2 separate regions of the Mus musculus genome follow, and region 2 is linked to region 1. A link is a contact called in public promoter capture Hi-C data. All regions are on one chromosome and are shown on one strand. The core of a region is the stretch at or near the end of the contact, and the rest is flanking DNA. Distances in the headings are between cores, read along the strand shown.

Region 1 (3,881 bases), core at 636-3,135:
CTCCATTTTAAAAGCATTCTGCAAAAATGTTTTTTACTTTGTTTAGACAAACTTTTCAATTGAACAGCGTGGCGATCTGTCAAAATTAATCCATAACAACTAATTCTGATATTGGTATTTTTCCCCTGGAGACATTAAATATTAAATGGATTCTTTAAAACTGATGAATTCTTTATTGTGAATTCACTAGTACCTAAAGTTTCTCACACCGCTGGAAAGTGAGGTGGAGTGTGAACAATGGTTTTTGACACTGACCCATTAAGTCCCACCCAATATATAAAACTCGGTCTCCCCACCCTTCTCTTCTTATCCCCGCTCAATGTAGCTGTTTCCCAGTGACATCTTATCAGGGATCACAGATACAGCCCTACCAACTGTGTGGAAGCTGAAAGAATCGAAAAGTTCGTGTGTATAAACATTAACTGTTTCTACTTAAGACTTATCTTTTTTTCCCACCTCAGTCAAAAAGTTTCAAGCAAGATGAATACAAAGATTGTTTTAAGATGTGCCATCCGGAAGATTTTTTTCCTCATTAGATCTTTTTACCAATAGAAATATTTACACATTCTGTAGAAATGAATTCACTCTGAGCCGGGTTTTTAATTAGAACATTCTCAGGTCATGCCTATTTTATCAAACGCAATCTCTGACACTGGCTCAACGTACAGAAAGCCACGGTGGGTTTTTTTTTTTTTTTTAATACAAGCAGGCGCAAGAAGAAATAAACAACACCAGAAACACACAGTCCAGTCCTACAGTTCAAGCATTATTTCGAGAAAGTAAGTAAAAATAAAGTCCCATGTCTCCCTAGGCGACAGAGGGTTCTTGCGGGGAGGCTAGGTGCAGAGCAAGCTGCAGTACGGGTTCCACATCCGACATCCTGGCTCTTCCAGCGGCCTGAACTCCCGCCAACCACCTGGGACCCTAGACGACTTCACCAGGTTAACGGGGGTGACCTCTGGTGCAGAACAATCACTGTGACCCTGACCCACGTAAAGTACCCCCTGAAGCTTTCCAAATGTACTGGTGGATAGCTTCAACGTCCCCTGGGAGGAGGAAAGCCGGGCTCCCTAGTTTGCCAGACTTGTGCAAACGACTGGGAGGCAAGGGAGGGCGCAGAGCGCCCCGCTGCCCTGGCGGCGCCTCCTCTCCCCGCTCCCTCGGCATCTCGGCCACTCGCCAGGGCTGGAGCCGCATCCCCGCTGCCAAGTCCACCTGGTCAACGACTGCTGCGCGCCGACCGTCAAGGTGCGAGCCCGAAGCCCAGGCCCCCGACCGCTGCGGGCACCGGGGACCCGGTGCAGGCCGCCCCATTTAGAGCGCCGCGGGGCCGCAGGGCGCACGGCTGAGGCGCGCACGGCCCCGGGGGAGGGAGAGCGCGCGGTGCGGTGTCCCCGAGGATGCGGCGGCGCCGCCAGCGGGTAGGGGGCTGGGGCGGCCCCGCAGCCCCGACGCCTTTCATTTGGCCTCTGCGGCGACAGAGGCAGCCCGACCTCGGCGCTAAGCTCTGCGCAAAGCTGAGGCGCGCGGGCGGGGTGGGGGGAAGGCAACCCGCCGCTGCGCCGAGCCTCGCGCCGCGCCCCCGGTCCCACGCCCGCCCACAGGCCGTGCTCCCGGGCGACCGGAGGAGACGCAGATCGGGAGCTCGCCTGGTCCTCACCTCTATGTAGCCAGCCAGAGCCGCAGCGGGCGCCGTGAGCCCGAGCAGCAGCAGGACAAGAAGCTTGCCGGTGGCCGCAGCGGCCGCGGTCCCGGTGGCCGCCATCCTTCTCCAGGTCGCTGTGGCGCTGGGCTCTCCCCGTCTCTCGCACAGCCAGGCTACAGCGCTTCCCTACCGCGACCCAGAAGCGTCTGAAGCCCGTTCGCCGCCGCCCCGGGGGTTTTACATCGACCGGAACTGACTTCACAAAACCACGCCCCTCTTCGACAGGACCCAATACGAGCCGGCATAACTGGCCTAAGATACCTCCCCTTGTTTAGCCCAGGTCCAATCAGAGCACGGATACACCGACTCCCCTCCCCGCCCAGCGCGTGCCCCCTCGTGGCCCCGCCCCAAGCCACGGCCAGCCCCGCCCCCGCTCTGGACCCGAGGCTGGGGGCGCAGGAGTCTTCGCGGGTAGACCGTGGGCCGCTGTTCCCAGGGCGGGAGGCTCCTGTTTGGTTGTCTCCTGGGGTGGCTCTACATCATCCACCTTCAGCATCGGGATTTGGGCACGCCCCACTCCCCTAACCCTGCAGGATATTTTCCATATTCCTTTGGGTACCGCCCTCTTTGGGGCTTCTGGAAAATGTTTTAATTAAAAACAGGATGAATTGTTGGGAGTTCCGGACGGTTTGCAGAGGACCGACCCTGTCGCCCTGGAGGATGAACGCCGACATTCTGCTCTCCCCAGCGCTGCACGGGGCGCGCTCTTCCCCCCCAGACCTCTGCGCCCTTGTTTCGCCCCTGAACCCGCAGTGTCTGCACACCGCTGACCTCTGCTCCTTAGGTCCTTTCCCTGCCCCTCCTCGTCGTCACAGCCCCTGCGGCACAGAGAGGCCTTCCCCGCCGAGGCCAGTGGCGCCAGGCCACTGAAACACAAGCTCCCACCCCCCCACCCCCCTTCTCATGTGTTTCAGGACAGGATTCTGGCATCATTTTTCTTCAGTTTAAGATCTCTAAAGCAAAAGACACGCTTTCTCTCTTTTTTCATGCTCCCCAGCATCTTGGTTCCTGGGAAAGCGGCCTGCTGCCCCAGTTCACAACTGGCACCTTGTCCTCTCCATCACGAGGGCTCTGCTGGCTTTGTTTCCTTTCCGTAGCGGGTGATTTATGTACCACCCTCTGCAGAGACCTGGACTCATTTCTTTAGCTTCAACCATATCAAGAACCAAGTTCCTCTCCGCAGGAAGCATCTTAGTGGAGAGGGAGAGACAGTGTCTATAGTGGGCAGAGTGGGACAGTAAGGACCCTGTATTTTACAGATGCATTCTGCAACTGCACGCCAACGTAAGCAGTCCCGCTGTGGTCAAACTGGCTCTGCCTCATTCTCAATGGATGCCAGACACCTTTCCATTGCACAGCCCTTCCTGCTCCTGCTCCATTCCCACAATCCTCCATTCCACCTACAGGAAACACCTTACACAGATGTCATTTCACCCACCTCAGAATGCTGAGAGGGCTGTATCATACCGTGGCACTTTCCCATGGCTAGGTCTCTATGTCTCTCACATCACTGACAAGACATGAATTACGCCCAGTGAGTCTCCAAATGGGGACCTCATTCGATAAATGTTAGTACTCAATCCAGAGGCCCTAGAATTAGCATGAGTTTAGTACTGAATTTACCTTCACTCTCATTTATACATTGAACAAATGTGGCACTTGTCAGTGGGGCCTTTGAAAGGTAACTGGATTTAGTTGAGGTCATGGATGGGGGGCATTTCAGGACAGGATTAGTGGCCCTTAGAAAAGATAAGGGAAATTAAGATTTTGCCCTCCCTTTCTGGATCTTCCCCTCTCTTCTCTGTCTCCCTGCCCTTGTGAAGAAATAGTAAAAGCATCTAATATGTGGGAGGGGGGAAACGAATTTAGGAAATGACGTAAGGGAATTTCAGCCTAAAGCAAGTTGGAACTGGAAAAAGTTTGTTTGCATTTTCAGACATTGAAGAGTATTCATGAGAGGTGATTGACACATCGACCATGTTCTGGACTCTAAAATGCTACTCTATCTTTATTACATGATGCTGTTGGAGTGTGTCTACTCTTGCAGCTCTCAGACAGTAAATTTTCATCCCAAATGTGGTCTAGGTCTAAGAATCCTTTATTATCTTTGTGCACAAAAGTAAAAGGTTCTAAGATAATCATTTTGTTCTATTTTCATAAGACTCAGACTTTGTCT
Region 2 (3,881 bases), core at 660-3,159, 6.3 Mb after region 1:
ATAATCCTTTGGCTTTTCAACAATGACCACCATTATTCTATAACTGGCTGACTTCAGCTTTTTCTTTTCCTTGCAAAACCATAACATATATTTGTTAGTTAGAAAAACACTGAGTGACCGAGAGAGACTGCATAATTTATTCATAATATCATTGGTCAGCTGCCTCAGTTACAGTCTGCTTTAAAAACAAAAAACAGAGGCAGGCGGATTTCTGAGTTCTAGGCCAGCCTGGTCTACAAAGTGAGTGCCAGGACAGCCAGGGCTATAACAGAGAAACCCTGTCTCGAAAAAACAAAAAACAAACAAAACAAAACAAACCAAAACCAACCAACAAACAAACAAACACCCCCCCCCCCTTTTTTTTAAATTATCTTGCGTGGGGCCTGGAGAGATTACTCATTAGTTACTCTTACAAGGGACTCAGAACCTGCAGATGGCTTGCAAGTCTTGTAATTCCAGTTCTAAGGGATCTGATGCCTTTTGCTGACCGTTACCAACATCAGGCCCCTTCACACATACACACATAGGCAAACGTTTATACACATAAAACTAAACGAACACATTTTAAAATGAAGTTTAATTTTGTGTGTAAGTGTGGGGATATGGGTGGCATGTCCCATGTATGACGGTCAAAGAACAAGTCATGAGAGCAGGTTGTCTTCAGTCATTGGGCGGGCTTGGCAGCAAATACCTGTACTGGTTGAGGCATCTTTCTGCCACTACTGAGGTTTTAAAGTTAATGATCTGAGATAAACAGGATTTCCAGCTTTAAAGAATATGGAAATTGACTAGGTGGTGGTGGCAGCTCAGGCCTTTAATCCCAACATTCCAGAGGCAGAGGCGGCAGGCGGAGTTTGAGGCCAGCCTGGTCTATAGACTTAGTTCCAGGACAGCCAGGATAACACAGAAAAACCTTGTGTCAAAAACCAAAATAATACCACACAAACAAGGTTATATCTTATAGCTATATGATACTTCAATGTTCAAGACTTTACGGAAATATTCAGGAGTGAGTGATGAGTGCTAATTTACTACTAGGTCACAGGAACAGTTTCATTTCCTTGAACTTGACTGGGAAATTTTAAACCAGTCCCAAATCCCAGTGGACTGAGGTACCGGAGTAGCTATTCTGCTGGGCTCTGGAGCTCTTTCATGTCCCCATTATAGATACTGTATAAAAGCAAGAAAGACATTTACTTTATCATTGGCTACACAGTTACTCAGAGGAACAAGAAAACAAACGAAACGAAGCTTGTGGGTGTGGCTCAGTGACAGGGTGTTTGCCTAGCAGAACACGTGAGTGCAATCAGAGTTGCTATAGAGGCTGAGTTTCTTGAAAAGCTAAAGCGTGCAAACTCTAACTCATATCTGTTCTCGAAAGTCTTGTCCAGAACCACTGCAAGCAGCCTTCCCGCTTTGCCTTCCTCCACATACCCTTTGTAGGGTTTCCTAGTCTCCAGTCTGGACCTCGGTTCCCGTACCTAAAGGCGGGCTTAGAGGGAGGATAGGCTCAGGGGCGGAGACAGGAAAACAGAAATAGCCAATTCGTCCTTAATTCGAGGCCCTCGCGGGCCTCACCCCTGTTGTGAGGGTTGAGATTGGAAAGGAAGTGGGGAGGCTCCAACCAGTCCTTCACTCCCGCGCCCTCATGCCCCCACCCTTCTCTGCTCGGAGCTTGGGTGCGCCGGGTCCCAGCTTCTCCTCCCGGGAGAGGAGCGGCCGGCACCAGCTGGCTGGAGGGGAAAGGCGAAGATTTGCGGGCTGCTTGGGCCAGCCAGACACATCCTCCGGGCCCTCTGACCGCGGCGAGCCACTCAGCCCCGAGCCAGGCCCCAGGGCAGCCCCGGAGACCCCGGTGGCCGGATGCAGGGGTGCGTCACTTCCGGGCGGTGCAGCGGCGGCGGCTTGGAAGATGGCTGCGCCCTGTGGCTCGGAGCTGCCCGCCAACTCGCCGCTCAAAATTCCGAAGATGGAGGTGCTTTCCCCGGCGTCTCCCGGCGACCTGAGCGACGGGAACCCATCGCTGTCCGACCCTTCCACGCCTCGGGGAGCCTCCCCTCTCGGGCCCGGCAGCGCGGCGGGCTCGGGGGCCGCGGCGTCCGGGGGTCTCGGGCTGGGGCTGGGGGGCCGCGGCGCTGCCTCGTCCTCGGTCTCCTTCTCGCCCGGCGGCGGCAGTGGCGGGGCTGCGGCGGCCGCTGCCGCCGCCTGCCGGGGTATGTCGTGGACGCCGGCAGAGACGAACGCGCTCATCGCTGTATGGGGCAACGAGCGGCTGGTGGAGGCGCGGTACCAGCAGCTGGAGGGAGCCGGCACGGTATTCGGCAGCAAGGCCCCTGGGCCGGCCATGTACGAGCGCGTGTCCCGGGCCCTGGCCGAGCTGGGCTACGAGCGGACCCCGTCCCAGTGCCGGGAGCGCATCAAGGTAACCGGCCGCTCTGCCCGGGGCTGCGAACCAGAGGCAGAGAAGGCGGGGAAACGGGCCTGGGGGCGGGGGCCGGGCCGAGCGCGGGGCTCCCCTCCCGGGCCCCGGGTATCCCTTGTGTCTGCTCCGCCTCTTTCTTCTCTCCCTGGGAAGGGGCGCTTCTTTCCAGATGGCCGCCAGCCCGTAGGTTTCCTGAGTTTGAAGTTGGGCGTGTCTGCCGCCGCCCCTCTTTCTTGCCAATTGAGGATGTTCCTGCGCTCTGAAGTTGGTAGTTTCTCTCATTGTGCGCGGGGCCCGCAACTGTCGCGGGTGCTGTCGCCCGCACTGCTTTGTTCCCAGATAGAGGGGCTCCCAGACTGAAGCTTTCCAGCTGGGATGGAATTGAGGAAGGGTAGCAGAGGGCCGGATGAGCGCCCAGTGTAAGATTTTTTTCCTTTGCTGAAGTTTCAAGAATAGAGCATTGGGACGGCTGGCCTTTTGTGTCAGTCGCTTTGCTTGTCAGTTGAGGTGATACAAGGACTAGCAAGATTTGAGGTGCTTTTGGAGAGCTGGAAAGGCTTAGTGAAAGAAAGGTCGTGTATTGTTATCGTGGAGGTAGAGGACAGTAGAGGACACCTTGAACGTTAGTCTGCTTGAAGGTTCTTTTGGAATTTGGACTGGCGATCTTTTCAGAGTCAGGTTGCCTTGAGAGTCAGGAGGCTTCTAATTCTGAGGAAGCCCTCTCTTGTCACCCAGGTTTTTTCTGCTTTAGTTAGGGTGCCCGGATGCGGACAAGTAAAACCGAGTATGCATCTGGCCATCCTTATGCATCAGCATGTTTAAATGTGGAGGCTTAATGTGGGTTAATTTTACCATCAGCCTGCATATCGGTTTACTGTTTCTAATGCGTTGTCTAGGCCTTCGTATCTGCCTTTGCAGACAAGGAGCTGTACTTTAGTTAAGCTCTTCCCTCTTACTAGTGTCTGCTCAGAGTTTCTCCCAGTTTTCATTGAAAACATTACATTGTGTTTACCTAGTGTTCACTTCTCATAGTGAAGGCTACTTTTTCTGGGGACGAAAAAGAGTCACAACTGAGAATATCACATTAGCAAACAACCATAAAACTCAGTAAGAATAGTTGTTTAAGTAAGGGTAATCACACTGAATGGGGGGTGGGGGGGATTGTGCCATAGTTCATGAGGCCTTGGCTCCACAGATGTTCATTTGGAGACGTTGTTACTTAGAAAATTTGTTCCAGAAACAGCGGTTTCATTGTTAACTGTTAGATTAATTTTACACCCATTAGAAAGCAAAGTTAGATTATTTGATTATGTTCATTTGAGGATTCTTATTGAGCTCCTTTGTTAAACAAGAATGTCATTGAGATAATATGTACTAGATAATATGTTGTTTGGATTTCATTCATTGCTTTATTCAGGGTCGTTCATGTTAAATTTGGGGCAGTTTCTTTGAGCTGCCC

What was found. Promoter capture Hi-C pulls out the DNA fragments that hold promoters and counts their contacts.
Region 2: a promoter capture Hi-C map of pre-B cells shows a contact between it and region 1. The contact joins the promoter of Msantd2 here to the promoter of Aplp2 in region 1.

What each region holds. Positions count from the first base shown.
Region 1 is chr9:31,209,963-31,213,843 of GRCm38.p6, forward strand. It overlaps Aplp2 (amyloid beta (A4) precursor-like protein 2), which reads right to left and starts at 1,886. Exons shown (of 18, transcript NM_001357698.1): 1 at 1,661-1,886. The coding sequence starts at 1,765.
Region 2 is chr9:37,487,412-37,491,292 of GRCm38.p6, forward strand. Msantd2 (Myb/SANT-like DNA-binding domain containing 2) reads left to right here and starts at 1,910. Exons shown (of 4, transcript NM_146222.2): 1 at 1,910-2,422. The coding sequence starts at 1,913.